Linked DNA regions of Mus musculus: region 2 is linked to region 1. The links are chromatin contacts, called in public Hi-C maps. All regions are on one chromosome and are shown on one strand. The core of a region is the stretch at or near the end of the contact, and the rest is flanking DNA. Distances in the headings are between cores, read along the strand shown. Region 1 overlaps Jakmip3 (janus kinase and microtubule interacting protein 3). Region 2 overlaps Inpp5a (inositol polyphosphate-5-phosphatase A).

Region 1 (5,073 bases), core at 1,664-4,163:
ATAAAATAAAGCCTTTCTTCCCATGTTGTTTTTAGTCATGGTGTTTATCACAGCACTAGAAATTCTAATATTTCCTTCATTTGGAAACTGTCCAGATTTAAGGCTCAGTAACTGCAAATCCCAGAGGTCCACCTGGCCACAAGTGTAGGAATGGAGCCAACACCAGTGCAACCAATGGGACAGGCATATTCTGCCACCTAGGGGCCTTTCCAGGAACTTAGGGCTGTCTCCATAGTAAGATGGCATTGAGCTGACCTATGTCTACAGTCCTTTATCCAGCTACCAGCAACCTTTAAGGCCAGACATGTAAGGATCTGGGATTGGGATTGTTCTAGCCAAGCAAGTAGAAAACAAAAAAAACCCCACCACAGACCTTTTAGGTACAAAAGGCACACAGCAGGGACTTAGATGGCCTGAGTGTCTGCAGCCTATTTTTAGTCACAGTTTGCTTGATTGGAGTGCCCCCGTGTGGCTCATGTTGGCATTTCCTGTAGCGCTGAGCCAGAGAGTCTCCTGCTCCCTTCTAGAACAAGCCTTTGTGTCAGCTTTCTGAATGTGCCTATAGACACTAAAGGCCACAGAAGTCACACCGTGTCCATACTGAAGACGGAGAATGATGTAAGACATGCTCATAAGAACATGCATCCAAATGTGACTTAAAGGATGAATAAATACCTCCTACCACCTGCTGAACAGACAGGTCTCATCTCACTCATGCTGTTTTTACACAAGCGCATCTTTCCAGAACAAGGCTGTCTCCTGGAATCCTCCTGCTCAGCCCCACCAGGGGAAATGCCCATAGCCCTGGGAAGAGGCTTGGTGGGAGACCATCTTGCTGAGTGACTCACCATGCCACACAAAAGCCAGCTCACTGTCCATGGGGCATGCTAGTCTTTCTGAGCAACAGACACCCTGGTTTAGAGACTCAGATCATGGAAGAGAGGCTCATCTTAGAGGGCTCACCCTAGAGGGCCTCCCAGAGCAGGAAGACACGTGGGAGGGATGGACATGGAGCCAACACAGGAGAGCTCATGAGGAGAAGCACATGTACAGGAAAAATGGCTACACAGCACTTCTCTTTTACTGTAGCTGAAAAGGGGGCTAGTCCCTACCACTCTGAAGCACGTGCTTGGTCTCCATATGTGACATCCTCTAAGCTCCCACCCCTGCCTTCATAAACTTCTGTCCCCCATGCTCAGCAATAGGTTCCACCACGCTCCCTGGTAAGTTCTAGGCTCTGCTCTGTCAGTGGCAGGACAGGCGGCCTCACCAGGACCACTTACAAGGAAACCACACGACATTCTTAGGTGGTGGGATGTCTCTGCTGAACGGGCCACACTGGAGCCAACACCCCACTGCAAGCTGTAGGTAACCCTGGGTGTGAGGACTTGGAATTTCTGTACCCTTCCCTAAACTGGGCAAGCTCCATCCCTCAGAGGAAGCTGCCCCAGGCCTCCATATCCCAAGAGATGCACACACCCAGTGTTTTCCCAATTCCCAGTGAGCCTCAGAGCAGATCTGGGGAGCCTTTTCCTCAGTCACCTCCTCTCACAATGGTCTGGGTGTGGCCCAGAGGGGACCAAACTCTTGATTTGTCCCAGGGCCTGGAGCCAACAGGACCATCTTGTCATGGAATCTGTTCTACCCACAGTATAGCTAGGGCTGTCCTCCTGGCTACTTGGAAGGTCGAGTCATCAGGAACACAGTGTTCACCCCTGGGGTTCAGAGTGAGTTCTGGGTAACTTAATGGAGCACTGATTGAAAATAGAAGGTAAGAAAGGCTAGGCATATAGCTCAAGAGTAGAGAACTTTTCTCTAATGTGCCAGGCACTGGGCTCAATTTGTGTTATATGTGTAGTGGATTGGTTTTGCCCACACTGTTGCTGCTTCTGACATCTTCAGTGGGAACTGGGCAGGATGGAGCATTTTGTATCACAGGGATGAGCTTCCAGTCTGTAGAGATGGGGAGGAGGGTACCCTGTGTTCATTTGAGCTCACCACTGTACAGGGGACAGGGAAGCTCCCACTATGTGAGGGGGACAGGGAAGCTCCCACTATGTGCGGGGCACAGGGAAGCTCCCACTATGTGTGTGGGGGCATCAGGGAAGCTCCCACTATGTGTGTGGGGGCATCAGGGAAGCTCCCACTATGTGAGGGGTCTGATCACAGATGAAATAGAAAGCTTCTGTCTCAGTTTTGCAAGCAGCAAGGTGGAGCTGGAGTGCACTAGCCATGGTAGCTTCCTCAGAGAGCGCAGACATCTGAGTTAGAAGGAACAGGGACAGTATGTAGCCCATATCTGTGGGTTACATCTAGAAATGGATTCAGGAGGCTTCCAGCCTTTTGCCCACATAGCCACTCAGGCTCCTCTGGCAGGGGAGACCTCGTTCATATCTCAAAAGGCACATTAAATTAAGCTAAAAGGCTTCAAATAGTGCAGAAAGGAAGGCTGCCCCCAGTGGGCAGATGTTGCCACCTACCTGTAGGCCACTGCACTGTGGCTACCTTCTGAGGCTGATGGTCCCTTAGGAGCATCTTGTCTTCACCTTCTCTTCTGGACCATTTCTTATGTGCACAGGCTGTGGACGAGGCCATCTTCAGCTACCTTCGTCACCTGCCCTTGCCACCTGAGGTTCTCAGGCTAGGCCCACCTGCTGGGGGTCTTCCAGGCTAGGAGGGCCACAACTCCACCATACTTTGGCTGTGCTTTGATCCACACTCTTCAGGGCCAGGCCTCTGCAGACTCATCCCATATGCTCCCTGGCCTCTTCTCTGATCTTTCCACTGTGTTCCTGACCAGCAGCCGGGGATAGGATTCTAGCCTTTGTGTCTGGGAGTACAGGGTAGGAGGCCGGTGGGAGGTCATGACTCAGCTGTCCTCACAGAGACACCAGTGTGACAGAACAAGGTTGGGCTTGGGGTCTGTTCAGCATCAAGTGCTCAGGGCCACAGTGAGTAACCACAGTGTGACACCCAGGGTCACCACTGAGACCACAGCCTTCATCTTGCCACTAGGGGCAAGTCTGGGCAGTTCTGAGATCTTCTTCCAAGAGTACTGATGGTCACTATGGGAACGAGGTGGGTGTCCAGTGTGGGCTCCAGCACGGGAGCAATTCTTACCCCTGCACGGCAGGGAACATTACACATTGGTGTGATTGGGGTGGGGCCTACTCTCTGGGCTGAAAGTCACCAGCAGTCAAAGCTAGACCTCTCCTGGAGAAGCACTAGTCAGCAAGACCAGTTCCAGTCCTGGCTCACCCCAAGTGGACAGTAGCTGCAGGTCACAGTGCTTTTGCCCTCATCCTCCACAGGGCGGGGCACAGAGCCCAAACACTCGCAAGTCTTCAGTGTTGAAGTGCAATTCTCCACACTTTCTCTGGCACCTGCTGCTCTCTGGTCCCATTAGAGGACAAAGGTCTGCCTTTGCAGAGGGCTGGGGGGGGGGGCGGGGGGGGGAGAAGAGCACAGGAGTTAGTGGATGAAAAGAGATGGCAGATACAACTGCTGTTCCCCTGAGAGAGATCTCTCTGCACCCTCTGGATATCAGGGCCAGGGCCCTGAGATGAACAGTGTCAATATGTCCCAAGTGTGACATAATACACTTGAGCAGAGAGTGGTGACCAAGTGTGGCCTTTGTCTACAGCCAGGGCACTGGCTCTACACTCGTACCATTTCCATGATTGTGGGTGACCCAGTAACTTGGGGACATGAAACCTGAGCTACAGAGGACACAGGAAAATTACAAAACCACCTTCTACTGTCTAGTGAACACTGACTTTGGCACTGGGTGCCGGTCATGAGCATGCCTTATACCCTCTCATGGGCCCAGTGCCTGGAGAAGGGTTTCTGGTTTCTGGGGGAGGGGGGTAGCTTTACACGGAGCTTTTGGAAGACCCAGGAGTTGCCTTTCTGCTTTCCTGGGGGGGGGGGAAGCAGGCAGCTGCCCAGGCAACAGGGTATACCAGTGTCTCCCATAAGAAGGAGCAGGACCTTCACCAGAAAGTGCCAGCCTCTGATGTACTCACCAGTTCAGTGTGCCAAGAACAGCTATGACCAGAGAATGAAAGCTAGGGAGAAAAACAAGAACAAAAATAAAAACTGAAAAGGAAAGGGGAATCAGAAAAAAAACAGGAGAGAAAAAAAGAAAGAGAAAGAGGAGAAAAAGAAAAAGGAAAAGAAAAAGAAAGAGAAAAAGAAAAAGAAGAGTTTTAGCTTGTCTGGAAAGAAATGAACCATGATCCTATAGAGAGGGGTCGTGGCCAGCTGGAGGACAGGCAAGGACAGGGTAGGTGCAAGAGGTTTCATGAAAACCCCCAAGCTTAGGGCAACAATGCTAACCCAAATGATGATGGGGAGGTAGGCCCCATCCCAAGGCTCTGCCAGCTGAGCTTCTTGGGGCCAGGAGTCTATGGAGTGTCACTGAGCTGAGGATGACATCGGAACAGGACAGTCCTAGTACCCAGCAAATACAAAGTACCAAAGTTTGGTGGTGGTTGCTTTATAAACAACAAAATATGCCGACAGCCTGAGCAGATCTGACACTTGAAGAATTGGGTGGGTTGGGTGGGGGTGGGGCCAGACTAACTTGAAGAAAACCAAGCAATCACATTCAGGCATTTAGTTAAATTTGAAAGCCCAGGCTCCAAACCTAACATTGTTCTACTATTAATTCAAGCCCAAGCCCTCGGGCTAAGTTACAAAATGAAACAAGTATATAGTCTGGGGACGACTTTGTCACCTTAGGGACTTGCATTTATTTGATGGACAAGTAGCCCATGCTAGTAGTTAGCATGCTGGCCCAGCAATGAGCCCCAGCAGCCCCCAGTTTGCCACGTCTCTCTAAACAGAGTGGAAATCTTTCTCCAGGACTCTACCAATGTCCTAAGACTGTCGGGTCAGAAATGATAATGTTAGAAACTCAGGCAAACAGAAGACCATGTCCCTCCCCAACCTCACTGGGTGCCTAGTGTGTGTGTCAGGTGTTTGCCCATGTGGCCTGGAGTTTGTAGGCAGTCCCTGTTGGTCCCTTCTTTCACAGCCTATGTCCTGCTCAACTCTGGGGGCCTCTAATCA
Region 2 (5,073 bases), core at 785-3,284, 400 kb before region 1:
GAGACCCAAAGCTTACATCCCCTTCAGCCAGTGACCATAGTCCAGCGTTTCTCAAACTATGGGTCTCAACCCCTTTGGGTATCAAAAGTGATACCCACAAGGCAACCTCTCACAAGAGCTGCCTAACACTATCAGAAAAAGCAGTTGTTTACTATTCATAACCATAGCAACATTACAGTTACAAAGTAACAACAAAAACAATTTTATGGTTGGGGGGGTCACCATAACATGAGGAACTGTATTAGGGTCGCAGCATTAAAAAAGTTGAGAATCACCAAGATAGTCCCTTCTGGAATTACTGGAATGGTCTTTAGAAACCCACCTTGAAGCATCACAGTGAGCAAGCCTGGATTGTGGGAAATTCTGATTTCCCTTGGAATCTCCGTTCTTCCCTCCTTTGCTGATGAGAAGGCAGGTTCCTTACAGCTGTCCTGTTGTGGAGCTCAGCCTGTGTCAGCGCCCATGGCAGTGAGGAGCTATGCTCAGACCACGTGACTCCCCCTGTCTGAAGGCTGGCACAAGGACCAGATCGCATGCCCCAGTTGAGATCACATGCAGGGCTGCCCCAGCCACTGTGTATGGTGACAATGCAGGCTCATAGTATACTGCTGGTTTCTAAAGTGTGCCAGGAATCACTGGCTAAGGAACAGAAGGCTCCTCAGTGTCAAATGAGAGTGCTTGCTCAACTCACTATACAAGCAATACCAGCCTGGGGAAGGGTGGTATTCAGCACCTACCTATTTCCCTGGGGCCAGTGCCTCGAGCACACCCTGTGGGTGGAGATACCAGTAACTCATGCCATGTAGCAGCAATTGCAGACTCACAGCACAGGCAGGTCAACCAGGGCCACAGGCAGAGACAGCGCCACACAGTCATTAAGGAGAGATGAGCCCAGGGCTATCACGATCTTCAGTCTCACTGTCACTTACTTCATTATGTCACTTACTTCATATAATTTGATTCTTAATAATAGCAGCATCGAATGTCTGACCCACAGCTCCTGAGCACTCCGTAGGCTCCAGAGAGCTTGCCAGCCAGTTGTAGCTGCCCACTTAGCAAAGGGTGGAGTCAGCAGAGGAAAAGCAAGGGCTATCCAGGAACCACACAGGACTATGATTCTTGCTTTGCCACTGGCTTCAGAGGTCTCGAGCCACAGCTGAGAGTCTGTAGTGTGACTCCTCCCCTTAGATAAATGTTGTAAGGTATTAATGAGAATGTAGGAACCAAGTCCCCAGCACAGGAGGACAAGTGACACTTGTTTGGAATCAGCATTTGTGCCAAAGGCTACATCAAGGGCAAGCAAGATATCGTCATGATGGGCACAGGCTGTCCCACTCAAAACCAGAGAAGTTGGAGATCTCATGTAATATCCTCATAGCAGCTACAAGACAACCAGCTGGCCCCTGTGCTGGTCTGAACTGGCTGCCTGAAGGAGCTTTGTGCCCTTGAAGAGCCTGGGCAGGCAACATAGCTGGCTTGAGAGCAACACAGTCAGTTTTCTTGGTGAAGCCAGTGGACCTCACAGGTTGCCTGGCAGCAGGATGTCTGGAGGATAGAGCGTAAAGTCAGCTGCTATCAGATGTCACATCATGGCACCGCTGGTGGGAAATACCCTGGAAAATAAACTCCAGCCCTCCACAGGAAGTAGCTGTGGACTGCATGGAATTCCATTCAGTGCTGCCCTTGCTTGACAATGGGACTGACAGGTCTTCTCCAGGACACAAGGAGCCACTTCTGACTTAAAGATGACGCAGCTGCTGCAGAGAGGTTCTAGTGCCATTTCTGTGAATGTAGTCTTCAAGGAAAGCTCAAAAATACATTAACTAACATTTAATATAGTAAAATATTTGGAAAAGCGTGAACTAGACATTTTGGCCAGAAAGAGCACAGGGGTTTACATACACCATGCAGGCTGGAACACAGCCTTCCAACAATAAGTCCTTCTCTGTTTGGGACACAGTGCAGATGCCTGAGTACAGGGCCAGCTCAGCTCCCAGGAAGCCTACACTGTGAGCCTGTGGTCATCGACCCTGTACACTGCCAAGAGCAGAGCTAAAAATAGCAACAACCAGGCCTTGTTAGGTAGGTTTCCTCCAAAGAGGAGTACTGGTGACCTAAAAAGGAATTCCATCCTGCAGGCTGTACTACAGGAGCCCGGCCACCAGGATAAGCACTAGGGACAAAAGAGCTCTCTGGGCTGCGACCAATGCCAGGTTCTAAGCACCCACTGCCCGGGGCTCAGCTGGGGGCTCTACCACATCATATGGGCTGGGCAACAGGCACCCCATACCTGGGTCTGTGGTTCTCTAGTCTGGGATTCACTAGCTACAGCTCGTGGCTACAGCTCGTGGCAGGCCTCATCCAACGACCTCTCTCAAGTCCATGCCTAGCACAGAGGGCCAGCTTGGGGGCGGGGGGTCAGGGCGCACTGCTCTGCACAGGACACTGTAAATTTCACTGACCCTGTGAGCAGGCAATGTAGCTGGCCTAAAAGCACAGCCCAAGGTTTTTTGGTGAGGCCAGTGGCTCTTGCTGTGTTCTTCCCTTGTGGGCAAAAGTCCTAGCAGTTCCTATGGGGACTTAGGAGAAGCCTGCAGCCCGTGAAGAGTGACAGACAGAAGCTGTGGGACGAGGTCCTGTCTTTGGACCCTATGCTTAAGGAATTCTAAACTATACAGACTGATTCATTTTCATTTAAGAAGCCTGTGCCTCTAACTAAGATCAGAGCAAATTCAAACTGAAGACCGCATGCACAGAGCTGCAAGGCCTCCGCTAGTTTCCCTGGCTTTCCGGCAGGGCCATGGCCTTGTGAGCACAGCCAGAAAAGCTGTGGTGCCATTGGACAGCTCTCTCAGGAAGCTGCTTGCCACACAGAGTCTTGTAAAGTCCTTCTTCACTCTGGCCACCTCTAGCTCACTGGTGTTTACTGTGAGGCACACAGTAGAAAGGGGAGCCCCATCTGTGCAGTCCAGAGCCTCCAAGGTTCCCAGAGCCCCTGTCAGCTCCATGAGCTGTAACAAATGGAGGCAGTTTCTCAGTTGAGGTTCCCTTCTTTCAGATAACTCCAGCGTGTGACAAGTTGACACAAAACCACCGAGCACAGTCCTCATGGCCCAACCAACTTTCTTTTTTAAGTGTCTTGCTCCACCCATTTTCCTCTGGCATGACAAATGACACACAGCCTGTGCTGGAGAGGAAGGCCTGCAGCATTACTGAGTCTCCTGCCACTGTCCTCTGTTCCACCCTGACAGGAGAGGGTGTCACTCCTCTTCAGGGCCTGCTTCTCACACTCTGGCCTGACTCTGAGTGCGCAGCAGTCCTTCCCCCCCCCCCCCCCGACCCCACCACACACACCACAGATCCTCAGTCCTGCAGCTCCTCTCTCCACAAGGGCCTGCTCACCTCTTCCCCCAGTTCTTGTTTGTCACTGGCAAGCATGGCTTTGGGACGGCAGTGACAGGGCTCGGATCCTGACAATACTGAGCCATGTGGCTGCGAGCATATCTCACTGCCTCTTTAAGCCTCAACTTCCTTATCTTTAAACCTGGGTATCAACCTCCAAACTTCTGAGGAAGTTGGAGGAAAGGCTGAGGACAACCTTGACCCCAGGGGTGCCCACAATGATGTGGCATGCCCCTCAGCATTATGGCCCAGGGGGACCTAGCACATTGCAATCCAAGCACACTAGAGCACTGCAGCCCAGTGTGCCACAGACTGGGGATGCCATTACTGACTTAGGAAATGAGAGACATAAGGAAGGACGAAGACATAAGAGAAATGAGACCTGTCATATGAAGGTGACAGCACTAGCACCCAGTATTTTTTTTAAGAACACTTCATCTAAGGCTCTTCTCACAAGTATCTTTACAGATTAATAATTATATAAGTAAGCAGCAGTCCAGCCCTGGAAAGCCCAATAGGCTAACCTGTGTTAGCCTGGAGCTAAGCTGCTGGACCACTGATACAGCTCAGTGAGATGTCTCTAAACATCTGAAGACGAGATCTGCTGAAGCTGTGCCCTAGGAGAAGACTCTACTGTAAACTGACCACACTCCTTCCCAAAGAGACCCTGCTGGATGGCTTTATGTCAACTTGACACAAGCTGAAGTCATCTGAGAGGAGGAAACCTCAACTAAGGGAAAAAAAGCAACTCAATAAGATCAGGCTGTAGGCAAGCTTATAGCACAATTTCTTAACTCATGATATTTGAGGAGCCCAGACCATTATTGGTGGTGCTGCTCCTGGGCTAGTGGTCCTCGGTTTTACAAGAAAGCAGGCTGAGCAGACCAGAGGAGCAAGCCTATGTAAGCAGCAGCACCTGTCCATGGCCTCTGCATCAGCTCCTGCCTTCCAGTTCTCTGGCCTGTTGGAGCTCCTGTCCTGACTTCCTTCAGTGATGGGCCACGATGTGCAAGTGTAAGCTGAGTAACCCCTCTACTCCACAACTTGCTCTTGCCATGTGTTTCATCATAGCAACAGAAACCCAAACCAAGACATACTGACCACACCAATCCCTGGTGTGTCTCATGCTGCTGTGGCAGCAGCTTCATCAATACAACTCTCAGGTAAAAAGCAGAAAAGGCAAGCTCCAAGGACTCCAAGGAGAGGGGCAACTGAGACACTCAGCAGCCAGCCACCTTCCCTCGTGTCGGGCTGTTCTGAACAGATAACATAAAACACACTTGATTCCCAAGACAGCACAAAACACATAAAATATTTAATTACCAACTATACTGATCACCATAATAACAGCTTAGAATCACAGGGTTAATTCAAAATATTATTAAAATAAATTTCACACATTCATAGGGCACAGTCAGGTAGATCTCTGTGAGTTCAAGCCAGCCTGGTCTACAAAGCCAGTTTCAGGCCAGCTACATAGTAAGATCCTGCCTCAAAAACCAACAACAAAAACAATACACTCCATTTGTTTCCTTCCACTTGGTAAACTGTGGTCCTGGAAAACTTGAAAGCATATTGCATTCCTACCTGATATTTCTAGTCTGTCCTTCAGTAGTAACACTGAGTCTTCAGAGGCCACAGGACTCACCAGCTCAGCCAGACCCAGACCCT

The links. A called contact is a pair of places that touch in the nucleus more often than the background predicts.
Region 2: a contact with region 1 is called in a Hi-C map of the N1E-115 cell line, with 17 times the contacts expected there. The contact joins two enhancer-like sites. A contact is called at or near these places in 5 of 15 datasets of contacts at CTCF or cohesin (embryonic stem cells, large pre-B cells, pro-B cells and 1 more), 20 of 484 Hi-C or Micro-C datasets (the HL-1 cell line, the N1E-115 cell line, brown adipocytes and 9 more), 6 of 115 datasets of contacts at active chromatin or transcription factors (cardiomyocytes, differentiating embryonic stem cells, embryonic stem cells and 2 more) and 1 of 9 other capture datasets (liver).

The regions. Positions count from the first base shown.
Region 1 is chr7:139,063,666-139,068,738 of GRCm38.p6, reverse strand. It overlaps Jakmip3 (janus kinase and microtubule interacting protein 3), which reads right to left. Exons shown (of 20, transcript NM_028708.2): 18 at 4,026-4,098; 19 at 2,481-3,433. The coding sequence ends at 4,048. Among named protein-coding and RNA genes, the nearest start is that of Dpysl4, 20 kb to the left of the region's middle. Within about 2 kb of position 2,913, at least 9 of the 459 cell types and tissues checked have an H3K27ac peak or open chromatin away from gene starts, as enhancers often do. A contact at or near this core is called in the N1E-115 cell line, where this site is marked.
Region 2 is chr7:139,465,117-139,470,189 of GRCm38.p6, reverse strand. All of the region lies in intron 2 of Inpp5a (inositol polyphosphate-5-phosphatase A), which reads right to left. Among named protein-coding and RNA genes, the nearest start is that of Gm46004, 79 kb to the right of the region's middle. RefSeq lists an enhancer at 580-3,814. Within about 2 kb of position 2,034, at least 174 of the 459 cell types and tissues checked have an H3K27ac peak or open chromatin away from gene starts, as enhancers often do. A contact at or near this core is called in the N1E-115 cell line, where this site is marked.